Regions from separate parts of the Mus musculus genome. Here region 1 is linked to region 2. The links are chromatin contacts, called in public HiChIP or PLAC-seq maps. All regions are on one chromosome and are shown on one strand. The core of a region is the stretch at or near the end of the contact, and the rest is flanking DNA. Distances in the headings are between cores, read along the strand shown.

What was found. HiChIP or PLAC-seq counts read pairs in DNA pulled down with a chosen protein or histone mark.
Region 1: an H3K4me3 HiChIP or PLAC-seq map of forebrain shows a contact between it and region 2, with 4 times the contacts expected there. The contact joins the enhancer-like site here to the promoter of Marchf4 in region 2. A contact is called at or near these places in 4 of 39 promoter capture datasets (cranial neural crest, embryonic stem cells, hippocampal neurons and 1 more), 6 of 484 Hi-C or Micro-C datasets (the AtT-20 cell line, the N1E-115 cell line, cerebral cortex and 2 more), 7 of 115 datasets of contacts at active chromatin or transcription factors (VIP interneurons, astrocytes, embryonic forebrain and 4 more) and 3 of 9 other capture datasets (adipose tissue, liver and pancreatic islet).

What each region holds. Positions count from the first base shown.
Region 1 is chr1:72,369,100-72,373,983 of GRCm38.p6, reverse strand. The region is part of intron 16 of Xrcc5 (X-ray repair complementing defective repair in Chinese hamster cells 5); the gene reads right to left. Among named protein-coding and RNA genes, the nearest start is that of Gm39661, 42 kb to the left of the region's middle. Within about 2 kb of position 1,278, at least 59 of the 459 cell types and tissues checked have an H3K27ac peak or open chromatin away from gene starts, as enhancers often do. A contact at or near this core is called in the AtT-20 cell line, the N1E-115 cell line, cortical neurons and 3 more, where this site is marked.
Region 2 is chr1:72,534,629-72,539,466 of GRCm38.p6, reverse strand. It overlaps Marchf4 (membrane associated ring-CH-type finger 4), which reads left to right and starts at 2,308. Exons shown (of 4, transcript NM_001045533.2): 1 at 2,308-4,838. The coding sequence starts at 4,330. It also overlaps a transcript of Smarcal1 not described here.

The sequences.
Region 1 (4,884 bases), core at 29-2,528, 160 kb after region 2:
CCTCTAAGCTCCACAAGTTCCATCTCAGCCCGTTTTTTTCATGCTTAACGATTTTCTCATTAAATGCAGTAATTTCTTACAAATTGCACTAATAAAAGTAAGTCCTGCTGGGTGTTCCCTCCCTTTTTAAATGCTGTCTTTTCATTGATGTGTTAAATTAAAACCGCAGGCGCAGGGAGCAGAGTAAATGCAAGTCTTTATTGTCAGATTCTATTCCTAAGGACTATGAGAGCTCTCTTGTTTTATTTTTGTTTTTATTTGTGTTAACTGTGAGTCCTACTTCTGTAGCTACAAGAAAGGAAGATATTGAAGGCCTCTCGACCTTAGTTTACCCTGTAGTGTGAGCTAAGAAGAAACTAGAAAAGTAACATCCAGTGAGGTGAGGTTGTAGGCTGTGAACCCAAGCACATGATACAAAGCATAACAACATATCATTCTAAAATCTGGATGGATAGTATTCCTCATCTGAAACAGTTGGTTTTAAGACCAGATCTCCTCCAGGGCCGATGGCAATTTTTAAATTCCATGGTCAATGGAAGAACTCCATAGCATATTATGATTTTGTTGGTTTTTTTTTTCATTAAAAACACATATGTTAAACATTAAAAGCCCACTGAACATTTCTCAGAAAGCATAAAGATCATCAATTAACACAAGAAATATAGCAACATAGCAGTGTAATACAGAACAAAGATTATTCTCTCTCTGAAATGATTCATCCTCTCCAGCTCCAGAAAAAAAGAAATACATTTGAAGAGAGAGGGAGAGAAAAAAAAAAAAAACCTACACCAAGCTACCATAAGCAAGCAAGCAAAGGAAGACATTCTGTTAAATACGCAAGCGATGTCTTTTGGCTCATTTATGTAAACTGTACGACAGATGGTTATGTACAGTATATGCCATACTCCTAAAAGAATGCACTGGGCTCATTGAGAGTCAGGAAGGGAAGAGAAAGATGGCTTCCACAAGTTCCTAAGGTCCCAGAACTCTTACACTTGGCAAAAGTTACTAAGTAAAAGAGATACAGGGAAATTAAGAGCCTTACCACCATGGTCTGCTCCTATTCCAGATGGACAGTAAGAAGAAAGCAAGTGCAAGGTGACAGTGCTTTGCAGTAACTGTCTGGAGTCTACCTGAGTAGGTGTTGATGTCATCCACTGCTGCAGGGATGACATCAGGGATAAAGCAGAAGGAACCAAGTAGCCATAGTAACAGCATAGCTTAGAGGAGACAGTCTGGAACAGGGGACCAGTCTGGCAATGGGATCCAATTAAAACTTGGTAATTGAATGAAATTGAAATTCATGTATCAGCTGACACTCCAGAGTGAGTGATGAGTCAGCCTCCACACAGGCAGCCAGCAATGAAAGGTGCTTCTGTGCACACCAGAGCAGAGGCAGCACACTGTTTACACAGCACATCAAGAATCTGCGTCACTCTTGAAATATCACTACCAGGCATTTCAGAAAACCATATTCTACATAAATCCTCTAGAACTCCACTAACACCCTTTGTTAATCCAGCTCCTTTCCTTAAGAACTCCTCAGATCGTCTCCTTTTTCTCTCATTTACATTATTTTCTATTGCTTAATGAAGAACATTTAATATCTAGAGTTCAAAATACAGAAAAGCTATATTTCTCTAGGTGGTAGTTAATCTTCTTTGCCAACTCTCCTGGACTTGGGATCACCTAGGAAACATATCTCTGTTGTATCTTTGAGGGAATTTCCAGAGTTTAACTGAGAGAAAACCCACCTTCAATGTGAGTAGTTGTGGTGGTTTGAACAGGAATAGCCCCACAGACTCATATGCTTGGTCACTAGGGAGTGGCACTATTAGGAAGTCTGGCCTTGTTGGAGTAGGTGTGGCCTTGTTAGAGGAAGAGTGTCACTGCGTGTGTGCTTTGAGGTTTCCAATGCTCAAACCAAGCCCAGTATCTCTTTCTCTTCCTGCTGCCTGGGGATCAAGATGTAGAACTCTTAGCTACCACTCCAGCACCTTGTCTGCCTACCTGCCACATGTTTCCCACCATGATGATAACGAACTAAGGCTCTGAACCTGTAGACCACCCCCAATGAAATATTTTCCTCTATAAGAGTTGCTGTAGTGAGTGTGTGTCTCTTCCTTCACAGAAACGGAACATTGACTAAGACATAAGTGACAACTCATGGACTGGGTCCCAGACTGAAAATAAGAGAAAACAAGCAGAGAACCAGCATTCATGTCTCTCTGACTCATGGCTGTGGCTGCAGTGTGAGCAGCTACCTCACATCCTGCTGCCATGTTTTCCCTACTACTAAGGACAGTCTCCCTACAAACTGTGAGCCAAAATAAAGAATTTCTTCTGCAAGATGCTGTTGTCAAGAATTGTGCCATTGCAGTGAGAAAAGTAACTAATATGTTCTGTTTCTTCTTTCTTAGGTTTAGAATTTGGAAACTGATTGAAATAATCAAAGAAAAAATTCTGGTGCAACTCAAAAATTCAAATTTTTGTTCCTTCCAAGCTCTCATCTGTTAGAGTTAACAACACGAACAAAGTAGCTCACTATGAGCTGGCGGGGTGCAGGCATCAGAGGAAAACATTTTAGTCATTTTGTCTCACTGGTGATGGACTCACTAACTACATTACCAAGATAACAAATTACATATACTATAAGAAAACAATAACTAGACATTACTACCTATAGGCTCTGAAAGCAAAGGCATTTTCAGAGTACGTCTGGGAAAGAGAAAAGATAATGGGTTTTTGTTTTTCAGATAGAAAAGCATGAGCAAGCATAGACAGAAAAGAAAGCTCCCGTCTGGAAGGGATCACTGGGAATACGGTTTGAGTATAGGTTTCGCAGAAGAGACCATGAGAATAATGTGAATGTGTCAGAGCATGGCAGTAAGTCTTAGATGGTGGACTGATTTCAAAGACATGGTGCATGATTAAAAAGGGCTGACCTGCATACTCTAAGCTAAATCTATACAAACTCATGGGCTAGACTGAAGATAAGAACTTTATGGATAACTAACATAGGATGCTGGATCTGACCAGTGGTGAAAGAATGAAAGCTTGGGATAGCACAGCAGTACTTAGGATGGAAAGATCTGAGAGAATGAATTTAGAAATGAAGGGCACTTAAAAGTGACTCGGAAGTGGTCTAAAACAGTCAGACAGTGAAGGGACAAAAATAACAAAAACATATTTGGGAAAGGTGCCGCCAACACCATAAACATTAGAAAGTGTTCAGGGTACTTTGGGGGATCTCTTACCCAACCTTTATGACCTACCTTTGGACACTTCCTCAGCCACTGCTCACCTGTCTTCCCTCTACTACATAACATCTTCCCTGCACACCTTCCCTGCTGAAGGATCACATCCAGTCTCATGGCTCTATGGATCGGTTCTGTGGTCAATTCCCCCGGAAGTAATTAAGTCCAGATTTGATAACCAACATCACATGACACTCCGCTCTCATCCATGGCAATTCCTTCTAGATGCTCGAGGCAAAAATACTGGGAGTCACCCTTCTTCCTCCCAGACCTGATCAGCAAAACTGCCAACTGTACACTCAAACCCCATCAAGACTTCTTCTCACTAATCCTTGCTTCCCCCACCCCACCCCCACCACCTCCCCTCCACGCACCATGACGATTTAACCCAGTATTCAATCACCTGCCTCCATCATGTCTACCTCTTTCACAGAGGCATAAGTCATAGGTCAATCAGATCCGCTCCGGCTCATCACCCTTCAGTGGTTTCCTGAAGATCCAGATCTCTGGGATACCTGTCCAGCTACTGCTCTAACCCCTCTCCTTCTGTCCTCCAGGGACCGCACTGGCTTTCCTGAAGAGCAGCCGTGCATGGTCTGCTTTAGAGGAGCATGTTGTTCCTGCCTGCAAACATAATGAGCACTCACTGGACTCTTCCTTCCACAACAGTGAGGTCTCCGACCCTTTGCACAGTAGCACAGAATCCCTTACTACAGAAGGCCCAGTCCTATCATTCTGTATAATCTCCCTTTATAATACTGTAATCAGCTGGATAGATTTCTCCCAAAATTCATGTCCAATTTAGAACCTGACAATGTGACCTTACTTGGAAATAAGACCCTTGGAGACATAATTAAGATGAGGTCACTAAGCAACAGCAAATTTAGACACAAATACATATGATGAATTCCATGTTAGAAGGAAGCAGAGGCTACAGTAATATATCATAAGCCAAGAGCACCAAGCATAGCCAGGTATCACCAAAAGTTACACAGAGCCACTAAACAGATTCCCCTTGAGTCCTCAAAAGAAACAAAGTTTGCCAAGCATGGAGTTCAGGCTTCCAATCTCCAGAATGGTGACAGCAATCTTCATTGTTTTTTCTTTTCTTTTTTTTTTTTAATTGAGCAATACATTATTAACAGCATCCAAGAATACATCTACAACTCCTGTACCTAAGACTCAGGGATCATTCCTGAAGAGGGGGCAGAAAGATTGTAAGAGCCAGAGGAACAGGAAGTTGGCTGTGAGATTATGTCTCCTAAAAATGTCAGATAAGCTATAGAAGAAGCAATCTTCCCCAGGGAAAAATATGCAACTAGTTATCCAACACCAAATGATCAGCCCTAAAAACATACGTAGGAGTATCAGTATACAGTCCAAACAGGTTGTATTTATATACATACATGCACTCCCAACAACAATTAAGGAAAAAGCGGCCATGAATTTGAAGCATTCTCTGATGCTTTAAGTCAATTTGTCTAACTCCGCTCCAGGAGCACTAGGAAACTACTAGGTACAAATCACTATGGAGCACACACAGTATTTTGTTTGCTATCTATGTCTTGCCATTATAACTGGCTCACAGACAACATTCAACAAACCTTTGCTAAGTCCATGAACAAAT
Region 2 (4,838 bases), core at 1,059-3,558:
GCCATCACCCATCTCTACAGTTCTGAATGCAGGCTCCAGATGTGGCCTTTCTATTTCCTGTTCCAGTTCACCGCACAACACAGCAGAAATTAGTATTTCATAGTTATAAAACCTTAAAACTCAAATTAAATGGGACATGTACTCAGTCATGTTTACATTGAAGGGGAGAAATATGCAGTTTCATTGAAAAAAGGCCGTTGATCCCTTAGGTCTTTTCCCTGATCACCTGCTGGTCTTTGAGTGCTGCACAGTATGTTCCTGCTGAAAATACAAATACTGGTCCGTGCAAGGACGTCTGAGTTATACAGAGGGACTCAAGCACGTGATGAGGTCAGTTTTATATCACCAGAGGCAGAGATGCAGGGTAGTGCAGAACACAGGTGCTTTCTAATAAAGTTTATTCTGCAGCAGTGTTCACGCAAGTATCAATAATATAAGCATTGTTTTATTGTTATTAAAACATTGGCATTGTTTTTATTGTATTTATTATATGTGTGTATGTGGGGGAGCATTGTGCGTCATGCTATACACATGGAAGTCAGAGAAAAAGTCGCAGCAGGAAGTTTTCTCCATCCACCAGGAACCCCTAGGATCAAGTTCTGGCCAGGCGTGGGGTCGAGCACTTTCACCTCTGAGCCATCTTAGTGGCCTAGCAAGCATCATTTTCTTTTTCTTTCTTTTTATTTTATCATTTTTTTCTGGAATCATTTTCCTTTTCTTTCTTTTTCTTCCTTCTCTTTCTTTCTTTCTTTCTTTCTTTCTTTCTTTCTTTCTTTCTTTCTTTTTTTCTAGCATCATTTTCAAATACTGACTTTGAGCAGGCTCTCAGCCTCCATGTCAGGTGCTGGGACATGATTCAGCCAAGCAGCCATGCTTGGTTGGCCAAGACCTAGAGATCATCCGCTCCCTCGGGCTCAGGGCGATGAATATCCATGGAGACACCAACAAAAGGGCAGCTTCCTTATGACTCACTGAGCGAGCTTTCATGCCAGTGATATTTTGGTGTGGTGATTTTACATTCTACTCTGTCTACAGCATCAGAATTTCTAAGTGCATTAGCATAATTAGCCCAGCTCTGTAGATGACTCATTGCAGTGTGTTTTCTAAGTCTGTGACCCTAACAGTAGTGGCAGGGGTGGGGCGGAGTGGGATTCTAAATTACAAATGGCCCAAGTCTGCAGTTGTAAACAGCAAGTATTGATACAGCTTGTTTTGGGCTTCCTTCTCTCTGGGTCTCTGCATTTAGGAATACTCTTCTGTTCATTGGAAATGCCTTGACAAGGATGGGTAGAGTGGTACAAATAAGAAGAAAGGGCAGAGGAAATTAAAGTCAACTTCCAATCTCTCCTCGCTGGTGGCTCTGTGGAAAATTCGGATGGGGGAAGGCTAGGGATTTTAGTTAGCATGAGGGTATATTATTGCCCTGGATTCTTATGAGTCACAGCCGAAAGAACGTAACAGCTTGAAGTAAAGATGACACTGGTAATGGTGGCTATATAACAAATATGTATTTTACCTCAAGCCTAGGAATATTAGGTTGACTTAGGCATATGAGAATAAAAATGAATCCAACACATAATGCAGGGTCAGGGAGAGAAGGGAGAGAGGAGAAGGAAGAGGAAGAGAAGGAAGAGGAGGAGGGGGAGGTCGAGGGGGAGGGGAGGGGGAGGGGGAGGAGAGAGGAGAGAAGATGAAAGAGGACATTTCCTTTCTTGTTGCAGTTTAAATTCTAGAAGGCAAAAATGCTTCAAGGTTTAAGAAGCACTTTTCTCGTGAGTTCTAAAGTCATGAGAGATTTAATCTCCACCAGGGGCCAGCTTCAATATGGAAGTCACAAAACTTTATCCTTTCTAAAGCTACCAAGTGACATCTACTTTAAGTGCGTGTAAAGAAGAGCATCATAGATTTTGGTTAAAAGGAAACTGTATTGGGTGTATACGTGCTGAGGGAAGCGGTGAGAGGGACGAACGGTGGACAGGGAGCTTACGAATGGTGCTGTCCACCCGAATTCTTTCTATCTGGGAAAAGACATTGGAGTGAATACACGCATCACTCCACCACCCAAGTTCCCATTCTGCCTCCTTTACTCTTCACTGCCTCCTCCCTCCTCTCCTAAATCCCTCCTTCTCTTCGTACCTCCCTTTCCCCTGGTTCCTCCCTATCTTCTTCCTCTTCCTTCAAACAGTTCTCTCTCCTCCTGTGGCTCCCTCTCTCCTAGTCTCTCGCTCTTTCCCTCCTCCATCCCTCAGCGGCGTCTGCGTCAGGCCCCCACTGGCATGACGCGCGGGGTCTGGGTGGGAGCTGTCCACTCACCCAGGTGCTGAACGCAGCAGCGGCTTCACGGCCGCTCGGGTGGGAGTAGCTGGGTGCCTTCTCCGCTCTAAGAAGGTTGTTTCCAGTCCTCGGACCGCCAGCCTACCGCCCGGCACCTCCCTTCCAGCACCACCCCTTTGGGAACTGAGCCAGGGGGGCAGCAGTCGCGGCGGCGGGTGCTGAGCAACCGCGGAAGACAACACCTGGCAGCAGGCTAGAATCTGATTTGTTTCCTTTTCGGCTTTTCTAAGAGATATATTTATATACGGTTCTGGGGAGTCTCCAGGACCAAGCTGGAGCCAAGTGCCGTCTGTCTGACCATCTCGACCACACCGTCTCTATTCCTCCTCCCCACCTTCAGCTTACACCGCAAACAAGCCTTACCTCGGTGCATCTGGGAGAGGTAGCAACAGCAAGCGAGCCTAGCCAGCCAGAGGCAGCCGGAGGAAGGAGGGGCGGCGTGGGGGTGGGAGCAAAGAGCGGGCCGAGGCCGCCCAAGGTGGGGGGAGCGGGGGCAGAGCTGTCGACAGGACCTGACAGCCGCCCTCCTCCACCCCCACCCACCAGAAGCACTCTTTCCTGATTATCCGAGAACTGAATTGTTCCATTAGTATTATTTTATTTTTTATTCTCCCCATCACTTCCCCACCGCCCCTACCCCCACGCCTGCCTCGTCTGTGGTTGCATGGCAGCACTGCCCGGGTGCGGGGGCTCAGGGCCAGCCCCTCGGGAAGGAAGAGGAGGAGGATCATGAAGCCTGGAGTCGCGACCGCGCTGGACCGCGGGCAGCAGCCAGAGGACCAGCTGGAGCAGCCCCCGCCTGGGAGACACCAGGACGCAGACCAGCAGTCGCTTCTGCCGCCACAGCAGCAGCGCCGGGCGCGTGCAGACCCAGAGCAGGAGGAGGAGGGCGACAGCGACCCAGAAGAGGACGAGGAGGAGAAAGCGAAGCCACTCTCCAGCCCGGACCTGCCCATTTTCCAGCTCTCGAACCTCGCCCGAAGGGACCTTTGATGGAACCAAGGGGAGGGGCCTCCGACTTACAGACTGCAGCTGGAGTGGGCTGGGGGCTGAGATCATGTAACTATTCCCCTTTACTCTCCCCTCCCACAAGCCCCTCTTCGCTACCTCCTTTCTCAGATCCTTCTGTCACCTTCTCAACCCCAAACACACACCCTTCCTCTATTCAGGACCTTAAGCTCTGGAAGGCAGCAGCCCTCCGAGGGTTAAGGATCTCTTTTTCCTCCATCCTTTCCCGGTCCACCGCCCTATATCCCACCTCTTCTGTGTAGCCTTTTGGCTGCATAGGCGAAGCACAAGGCGAAGCTCTTTGCCCAATTTCACCCACAACCAGCCCCCCTAATTCCTCTCTTAAAAGCAACTCTGGTGCTGCTGGAGGTCAATTGTCCTGGTTTTCTGCCCAAGAGAATTAGGACGTCTTCTACCCCCACCCAATCTTGCCTTTCCCCAACCACTTCATACTACCTGAGACAGTCTGTCTTTCTCTCTCTCTCATGTGCAATTCTCAATTCTTTACTGAGCTGAGTTCCCTAAGCTGCTCCAAATTTGATTTATATCCACCGTTTTTATATAAAAGAGATTTACCACAGCCTAGAGAATTGAGAAGAACCTAGCAACCCTTTCTTTGGGAACTTTTAACTATTAGACATTGGTCATGCATCCCAGCCCCGATGCTTCTGTTGCCCTACTCCCAGCAGTGTTCAGGGGTCAAAGACAGAAAGGAGACAGCAGCCAGAACTAAGTCTGAGGTTGGGGCGGGGCTGCTAGAGCAAGAAAAACTTTTTTTACTTTGCATTTCCTTAGTAGCGTTCAGAATCATTGACTCACAGTTGTCAGTCCAAGAGGGTAATTTATTTGCTGCTTGGAGGGGTTATAAGAAGAGCCAATAAGAAAGGTTCCTCCATAACACAGGAACACTGTGGACCCCAAGCCCCACCCTACCCACCTCTTCAAAGACTCCAGCTGCCCCTCTCCAGTCCTCTGCTTCCCTATCACATGCTCATGCCCCTGGGTGGGCTGCTGTGGTGGTGGTGCTGCTGCTGCGGCTGGTACAGCTGTGGACTGTGCACCCCAGCTCCCCAGATGTTGCGCCACCAGGGTCTCCTCAAGTGCCGCTGTCGAATGCTCTTCAATGACCTGAAGGTTTTCCTACTGAGGCGCCCCCCTCCAGCGCCCCTGCCCATGCACGGCGACCCTCAGCTCCCTGGTGTGGCGGCCAACAACAACACCCTTCCGGCTCTGGGTGCCGGGGGGTGGGCAGGCTGGAGGGGCCCCCGAGAAGCGGTGGGCAGGGAGACCCCTCCTCTGCCACCTCCACCACCTTTGCCTCCTTCTGGGGATGATGACTGGGATGGCCCAGCCACAGGGCCACCTGCCTCCCTGCTCAGCAGTGCTTCCTCTGATGAATTCTGTAAGGAGAAAACTGAGGACTGCTACTCTCTGGGAAGTAGCTTGGACAGTGGTATGAGAACTCCCCTCTGCCGCATCTGTTTCCAGGGACCAGA